Regions from separate parts of the Rattus norvegicus genome. Here region 1 is linked to region 2. Evidence: chromatin contacts called from public Hi-C data. All regions are on one chromosome and are shown on one strand. The core of a region is the stretch at or near the end of the contact, and the rest is flanking DNA. Distances in the headings are between cores, read along the strand shown.

The links. Hi-C and Micro-C count contacts between places; a contact is called where the count stands out from the background.
Region 1: a Hi-C map of hepatocytes shows a contact between it and region 2, with 2.5 times the contacts expected there. The contact joins the promoter of Sik2 here to the promoter of Ppp2r1b in region 2. A contact is called at or near these places in 11 of 12 Hi-C or Micro-C datasets (the A7r5 cell line, the Rat2 cell line, frontal cortex and 6 more) and 1 of 1 datasets of contacts at active chromatin or transcription factors (oligodendrocytes).

Annotation. Positions count from the first base shown.
Region 1 is chr8:60,219,596-60,223,242 of GRCr8, forward strand. It overlaps Sik2 (salt-inducible kinase 2), which reads right to left and starts at 2,055. Exons shown (of 16, transcript NM_001427328.1): 1 at 1,781-2,055. The coding sequence starts at 1,915. LOC120094336 (a long non-coding RNA gene) reads left to right here and starts at 2,164. Exons shown (of 3, transcript XR_005488650.2): 1 at 2,164-2,871.
Region 2 is chr8:60,090,587-60,094,309 of GRCr8, forward strand. It overlaps Ppp2r1b (protein phosphatase 2 scaffold subunit A beta), which reads left to right and starts at 1,973. Exons shown (of 15, transcript NM_001025418.1): 1 at 1,973-2,088; 2 at 2,841-2,931; 3 at 3,544-3,644. The coding sequence starts at 1,975. It overlaps LOC134480165 (a long non-coding RNA gene), which reads right to left and starts at 1,962. Exons shown (of 4, transcript XR_010054379.1): 1 at 1,771-1,962; 2 at 945-1,036; 3 at 505-685.

The sequences.
Region 1 (3,647 bases), core at 805-3,304, 130 kb after region 2:
GACTACACACACACCCTTTAGCAAGAGGGTTCATGCAAGAGCTTTCATGATCTGACAGGTGTCTTCAATCACGAATGTTACTAATCTGACAGGCATAGGCAGTGTTGCTCCACAGTGCCCCCTAGCCGGCTTCCTAAAAAAAAATCAGTTTGAAAGGGACACCCATCAGAGTTGTCACCCTCCAGAGAAAGTGTAAATTGCCATCAGCTCCACCGAAGCAGCTCTCAGATCTCAGATACAACTTTAAACTCTGACAACAGCTGACTACTAAAGATTGCTAATGAGAAAAAAATTGTATGAACGGATTTGGTCTCCAACAATGTAACCAATGTGACTCTCTCTGTAATGTGCTATTTTTGGCAGTCATTGAAAAGTCATAAATACACCCATTTAAGATACTTCCTTTTAATTTAACATCGGAGTAAAGGTATAACATTTGGCCATAGCTCTTTACAAAACTGAAACAACTTTATTCATTAAAAAAAATGCTGGGATCAGATTAAGCTATGCAAAATTTTGGTAATGTCAATATGCTTATCATTACAGGCAATCTAGATTCGTAACACTGGTAAAATCGTAAAAGGAAAAATTTTGACCTTGGTACTGATGCCCTAAAGAAGAAAGATTTAGGTGGTATGTCGGGGATTTGTGAGGCTAAACAAAAATGAAGACGTGTTAGACATACCCTCCTTCTTTATGGAAATGGACATGAAGCAAAACTTTTAAGTACAACTGCTAAGAGAACAGTAAAGCTTTTAAATGCCCTTCACCTTACGTAAGTCATGGGAGGGGGGCGGCGGGGGGGGTTCTACATTCAAAGGTTAGAACGTTCTTAAGAACGTATTAGGGAAAAAAAACCCGAAAAGGATGAAAACGGAGGAGAGAAACTGGAAACCGGTGAAACTCCAGTAGAATCACAAGGCAGAATATAGTACGTCAAAACCACTATGTTGTAGTCTAAGAAATGGTAGTGTTGCGATCGTTTTTTCCAAGGTATTTAATTTGCACGTCTTAAAATAGAGACCCCGAGGAGAGCAGCTTGAGGCAATGGAAGGAAGAGGGTGGGCTAGGTAAGAACAGAGACTTGGGGAGAAAATATGTGCGGTGCCTTAGAATGTACCACGGAGGGGGGATGCTGGAAAGTCAATGTCAGGAAGCCAGTTGAGGGCTGAGTAGAGTCCATCTGATGTGGCTTAAGGAATGTGTGCTCCGAGCCAGCATGCACACCTGGTAAAGGGACAACCCCAGAGAACGGTGCAGGGCTGAGATGACCATTTTTAACAGCTCTATTGTCTGGTGTATTTGCTATAGCCACTGCAAGTGCTCAAGCCAGTCAAGGCACCGAATCAGAGACTCTGCGGGCCCAAAGCAGAGAAGATGGACAGCGGTCCGTCCGCACCGGTCCGGTCTGCGGCACCCCCTTCTCGCCGGACAGAGAAGGACACTAGGTCCGGGCCGCGCTCCGCGTCCGCCGAGCCCGGGAGCTGCTGGTCCCCTTCTCCGGCCGGCGACATTGGTCCCCGTGCGGCCCCGGAGCACCGAGACTTCCCTTCCCACCCCACCCCCAGCCAAAAGCCGGGAAGACGCGGAACTTGTGCTCGGGAGCCGAGGCCACAGACCAGGTTCCCGGGTGGGAGACTCGGGACGGAAGACTGTGTGGCTTCCCGGGGACACCCTACACACACTCGACCTGCACCCCGTGGTCCCCGCAGTGCCAGGCCCGCCGTTCCCTACCCGGGGCGCAACCACGCCACGCTCCCGCCGAACCCCGGGGCCGCACCTCCGTCTTGGTGATCCGGTGCCGCCCCAGCTTCACCACGGCGAAGTTGCCCTTGCCCAGCGTGCCCTCGATGTCGTAGAACCCCACCCGGACCGGCCCGCGCTGCAAGTGCCTCGGGCCATCCGCCATGACCATGCTTGGCCCCCGCTGCAGAACACGACGACGGGAGCGTGAACGAAGGGGCCGGCACGAAGCGGCGCGGAGCGGGCAGGAGGGCGTCGGGCGGCGCGCCTGGGCTCTGGGCGACGGCCGCGGCTCTCGCCCGGGCGCTGCTTCCCTCCCGCCCCACAGGGCCCAGCCAGGCGCGCGCCGGCGCTGACGTGCGCCGACGTCAGGGGGCCGGGGCAGGGGGCGGGGGCGGGCCTCCATCGGTCACCATGACTACCGCAGCGCCGCCGACGTCGGGGGCGGGAGGGAGGGGCGGCACGCGGGTCGGGCAGGCACGAGGCTTCCGGCCGCTGCAAGGCCTGACAGGGCTGAGGAGGGCGTCGCGGCCGGGGGCGGGGTCGCCGTCTGTCCGCTCCGCCCTGCTCCTCTTGTCTTCCAGCAGAAGCGCAAGAGCGAGCCCTGGTGGGCCGCGCCGAGGATGCACTGGGAGCGTCTCCTGTAGGGTCACCCGGCATTCTCCGCCCGGGCAGCCCTTCCCGCCAAAACCTCTCCCTCAGCGGACTGCAGCGCTAAATTTGGAGCCCGAAGAGCACCGTGGCTGAGCAACGCACTGCTCACAGCCTCTTTTCTTTGTGTTCTTTTTAGCTCCCTTCTCGGTACTATATACGTCTTTCCACTTTTTGACATCTCTGAGGATTTCTATTCACAGCAGTCAGTCACTTGCAAAAAAAGGAAAAAAAAAATGCCAGCGCTGAAGAGATGATTAAGTCCGGAATTCGGAACTCCTAAGAGGCTTTGAAGCCTGGAACTTCTGCATCATAGGCAGAGTTTTGCTTAGTTGAGCCTGTCTCTGGGGAGAGGTGACCCTGTATTATCCTAAAAGGCTTTGGGAACTTGTAAACGGTTAAAAGGTACCTAATCCGATTTGTTTCCAGATGATGGAGCAGGCTGCTAGAACGAAGGGAGTTGCCAACGTCGCACAGGTAATGCTAGAATTCTAATTATAACCCATCACACTGGTCTTCCGTATGGTGGACCTAAGTAAACAGCAACATTTTAATATCTTGAAATATATTATGTGTGTCCAGACCTTGGTTCCTGGGTACCCATTGTCCATTAAAAGAAACTCAATTCATTGGAAGTAATGACTGAGTCCAAGGCAGACAGGGCAATTCTAAGATGATCTAAGATCTTATCTGAGTAAACAAGGGGATCTTTTGTATACGACAGGAAGGATATGTCAAAAGAGAAGACAGTTTGAAGGGACCCACCACTGACAAATCTGAGCCAATCTAAATATCAAAAAGAACAATTTTAGAAATACACTATAACATATTACTTTTACATTTCATTTTGTGTAGAAGTCAGAGGACAGGGTGTGTGAGTTGGTTCTAGCCTTCCACTGTGGCCCTAGGGATAGTCACTGTAGGTAACTTGATCCAATGTGCCATCTCTTAGGCACTACATTGCTTTTTTGTGTTGTCATTTTGTTTTGTTTTGTTTTGTTTTTTAAACAGCGTCTCACTATGTAGCCTTAGGTAACCTGTAACTTGCCACATAGGCCAGGCTGGCTCATACCTAACAGAGATGTCTCCCGAGTGCTGAGATTAAAAGCAGGTATCACCATTCCCAACCCACATTAAAAACTTAAAAGGAGCCCATACCTCATATTTTCACTTTAACTTTTTAAAGACAGGCTCTCAGAAATATGATATATGTGATAAGCCCTACTAAATCTCTATTCCCACCCACCCCCTCC
Region 2 (3,723 bases), core at 723-3,222:
GGATTAAAGGCATGGACCTTTAAACATGGCTGGCTCCACTTTTAAAGAGAAAAAAATAAAAAATCCCAAGAACTCGGTCAAGTTATTAAATGTTACTTAAATTTTCAAATATAAAGCGATATTATATTCTTTTAAAACTACAGTCTTTAAACGTCTACAAAACCAGATCTACAAGTTAAATACAAATGAAGCCACAAGACCAATATTATTAAAATCAACAATGTTGATATTTTTGCAATTCAATATGACAAATGTGTCTGATACTTAAGCCAAGTCTCGCTTTGTGAGTCTGGGCTCGCCGGCTGAAGCTCACCTTCTTTAGGGTTGGGCACACTCATGCCTCGAGTTTCTTCATTTTCTCACCACGTTTAGAAACACTGAGACTATAATTGCTTGATGCCCTTTAGCTTTTATTTTGTGCACAAAAACATATTTTTTCATTTAACTGCCACCTCTGTTCACTTCTTACGAGCCCAGAACAATAAAAGCTGTGTTGAAACTCACGCAAATACAGGTGCTGAAATCGTGTGGCAAGGCTGATTCAGGTAGTTCTTGGGGGCCAGCTAGATGGCTCAGTGGATAAGGGTGTGTGTCACCAACTCTGACAACCAGAGTTCAGTCACTGGAACCCACTTGGTAAAAACCCGCTCTGCAAGCTGTCCTTTGACTACTTGTTCAGCGGCTCCTGTGTATATAACACACATACACATTTTTTGTAATTAAAAAATAGCCACCCCTGCGGTCCAGACCATGCCTTAAATGATTTTTAAAAGTTATCGAAATGAGCGCCTTTAAGCATTCATTCGTGTACAGAAGTTGAAAAACAAAACCAAACAAACCCAAAACTGAAGTCTGTTGGTTTTCAAGCTTTGAATATGAAAGACTAACTATCTCCCATCTTCTAGTAGGAGTCCCATGCTTTAAAAAGAAAATAAAAATCTTACCTAAGTTGCATTTATTAATGACAATTTCCTTAATGCACAAAATCGTGTCATCTGAGAACTTGGACAGAGCTTCCAATCTAAGTTGCTTATATCTAAGTTGAAAAGAGAGATAGTCACTTTGTGCTGTTCCTTAGGGTAAGTGGAAAATTTCCATTAAATTCTGTGTGAAAATGCTCAGACCACCTTCTCCTGGGGCCCTTTAAACTCCTGGAGGTTTAGGGAGGCCAGTTTCCATCCGCACTGAATTGGGGAGAATAAAACTGGGCCCAATTACGCTAGGTTGTTGTGTTTCTTGGTAAAGGAAAAAAAAAAAAAAAAAAAAAAAAAAGACAATACAACAGAAGGCGCCATTCCAGTACCACACTGAAAAAGAAACACGAAAACAAGAGAGCAGCATGTTTTGAACAGCTTGCGTGGAAAAAATATTGACTGGGGAGTTTGGACAGCACGGTTCATTTTCTCTCACCGCCCTCATTATTTGTCTTAAGGAGCAGGAGCCAGCCAGGATTCTGGCAAACAGACCAGAGGAAGATGTGTGTGTGTGTGTGTGTGTGTGTGTGTGGGCTTGTCGCCCAGGGGGAAATAAAGGCCGAGACCCAGCGGCTCAGGGCCAGCATTAAGTTGGGGGTGGCGGGGGAGGTGTTAAAGCTTCTTCCTCCTGGCCGGTCTTTGAGTTCTACTGAGGCTCAGCACCCATCATTAAGGCCCCTCTCCTTCAGAGCACAGCAAGCAGACGATGAATCCCTGCCCTTGTTTCTTTCGGCTGGGGAAAGGATGCAGGGGTTCCATTGGTTTTTTCAGCCCTCCCTTCTTCTGGAGTTCAGACCTTCAGTTCCAGCAATGGGGGTCAGGCCGGAGCCTCCACGCGCAGGGAAAAAACTTGACTCCATCGGTTCCTCAGAGCCGTCGGATTGGATTTAGCCCCGCCTGCTTGTGTGTGGGGCGTGGCCTGAGCGTGGGGCGTGGCCCGGGTGCTGGGCGTGGCCTGGGCGCGGGGCCTTCGGCGGCGACCAGCCAGAGGAGAAAGAACATGGCGGGCGCAGCAGGGCCAGGGACCGTTCCGGGGGCAGCGGGCGGAGATGGAGACGATTCACTCTACCCGATCGCGGTTTTAATCGACGAGCTCCGCAATGAGGACGTGCAGGTACTAGGCTGGGCTGGGGAGCCGAGGCGAGGGCGGAAGCGCACATGGTAGGGAAGCTGGAAGGCCGGCTCAGCCTTAGGGACGACCCCGGGGTGGGAGAGTCGTATTCAGCCTCGGGACCGAACGGGACCAAGGCGTGGGGCGGCGGGTCCGCGGTGGTCCCTCTCAGCTCCGGCTGCCCTCCCTCGACCCTCTGGGGCGGTGGCGTCCATCTGCTCCTGGCAGTGGGCGGGGAACCAGTTCGCGCCTCGGGTGAACGAGCGCTGACGAGTTGCGGGGCTGCCCGGAGCAGGGGAGCGGCCCGGGGCCAGGGTTCCCTTTGAAGTGCTGCGGAGTGTCTGTCGTCAGGCAAACTAGCTGGGCTGGTAGGGTGGAAAGAGCTCCGCAGCTGATTAACCCAGATGAGAGGTGCATCATCAGTTGTGATGGAACTTTTCCCTGAAAGGGAGGAGTTGTACTTAACCGTTTCACCTGCTTCTTTCCGTCCAGAGTTCTCTCTTTAAAGAATCTCTCACTGTCCGCGTGTTTTCATTCATTCATTTCTTCCCCGGCCCTTCAGTGTTCTCCCTAGGATAGCTTCTGGCTAATAACGTGTTAAACGGTCCTTGAGTTTTCCTAGGAATGAGATCTAAGTGAAAGTCTCATTCATCCATCCTTGTATACTGTGTCCCAGTCATCTCACCTATTTGCTTCTTTGACCTGAATTGCAATAATCGCTTTGCTTTGTTCTTCCTCCCACTTTATTTTTAAAGCTCCGTCTCAACAGTATTAAGAAGTTATCAACTATTGCTCTAGCACTCGGGGTAGAAAGGACTCGAACTGAACTGCTGCCTTTCCTTACAGGTATGTGTCCTTTGAAAGAAACACGCCCCATTTCCCTTTGGCGCTCTCTCTCTCTCTCTCTCTCTCTCTCTCTCTCTCTCTCCTCTCTCTCTCTCTCTATATATATATATATACATATATATATATATATTTATACATAGTTACCTGGAGTATTGATAAGTACTAGATTGAGCAGGTGTGCAATCCTTCTTCAAGGTGTACAGAAGTGCTACATACAGCTAGACATACTCAAACAAAAACCGTATAGTTAATGGGAAGGTAATTGATGTGAAATGTGAATTTCTTTTGAAATGATACTAGTGTTTTGCCTGCGTGTATGTCTGTGTGAAAGTGTCAGATCCCCTGGGACTGGAGTTAGAGACAGTTGTGAGCTGCCATGTGGTTGCTGGGCATTGAGCCCTGCTCCTCTGGAAGAGCAGCCAGTGGCCTTAACCAGCAAGCCATCTCTCCAGCCGCAGGACATGAATTTCTTAGTAATTCTGTGAGACATTCAGGAAGACTTCTGGTTTAGAGGGGGAAGACAATGCTTTTAGGATTCAAGTTGCAGCAGCCTTGTGAGTACCAGCTCAGTGGCACTTTCCCCCATGGGTAACCAACTGTCGTTCTTTTCAGATACAATTTATGATGAAGATGAGGTGCTGTTAGCTCTTGCCGAGCAGCTGGGGAATTTCACTGGTTTGGTGGGAGGCCCTGACTTTGCCCACTGTCTGCTGGTGAGTACTTGTCTCTGTTCTGCATGCCTTTGGGAACTTTGTAGGACCCGCAGTGCCTTTATTAGCTGGTGATAGACAC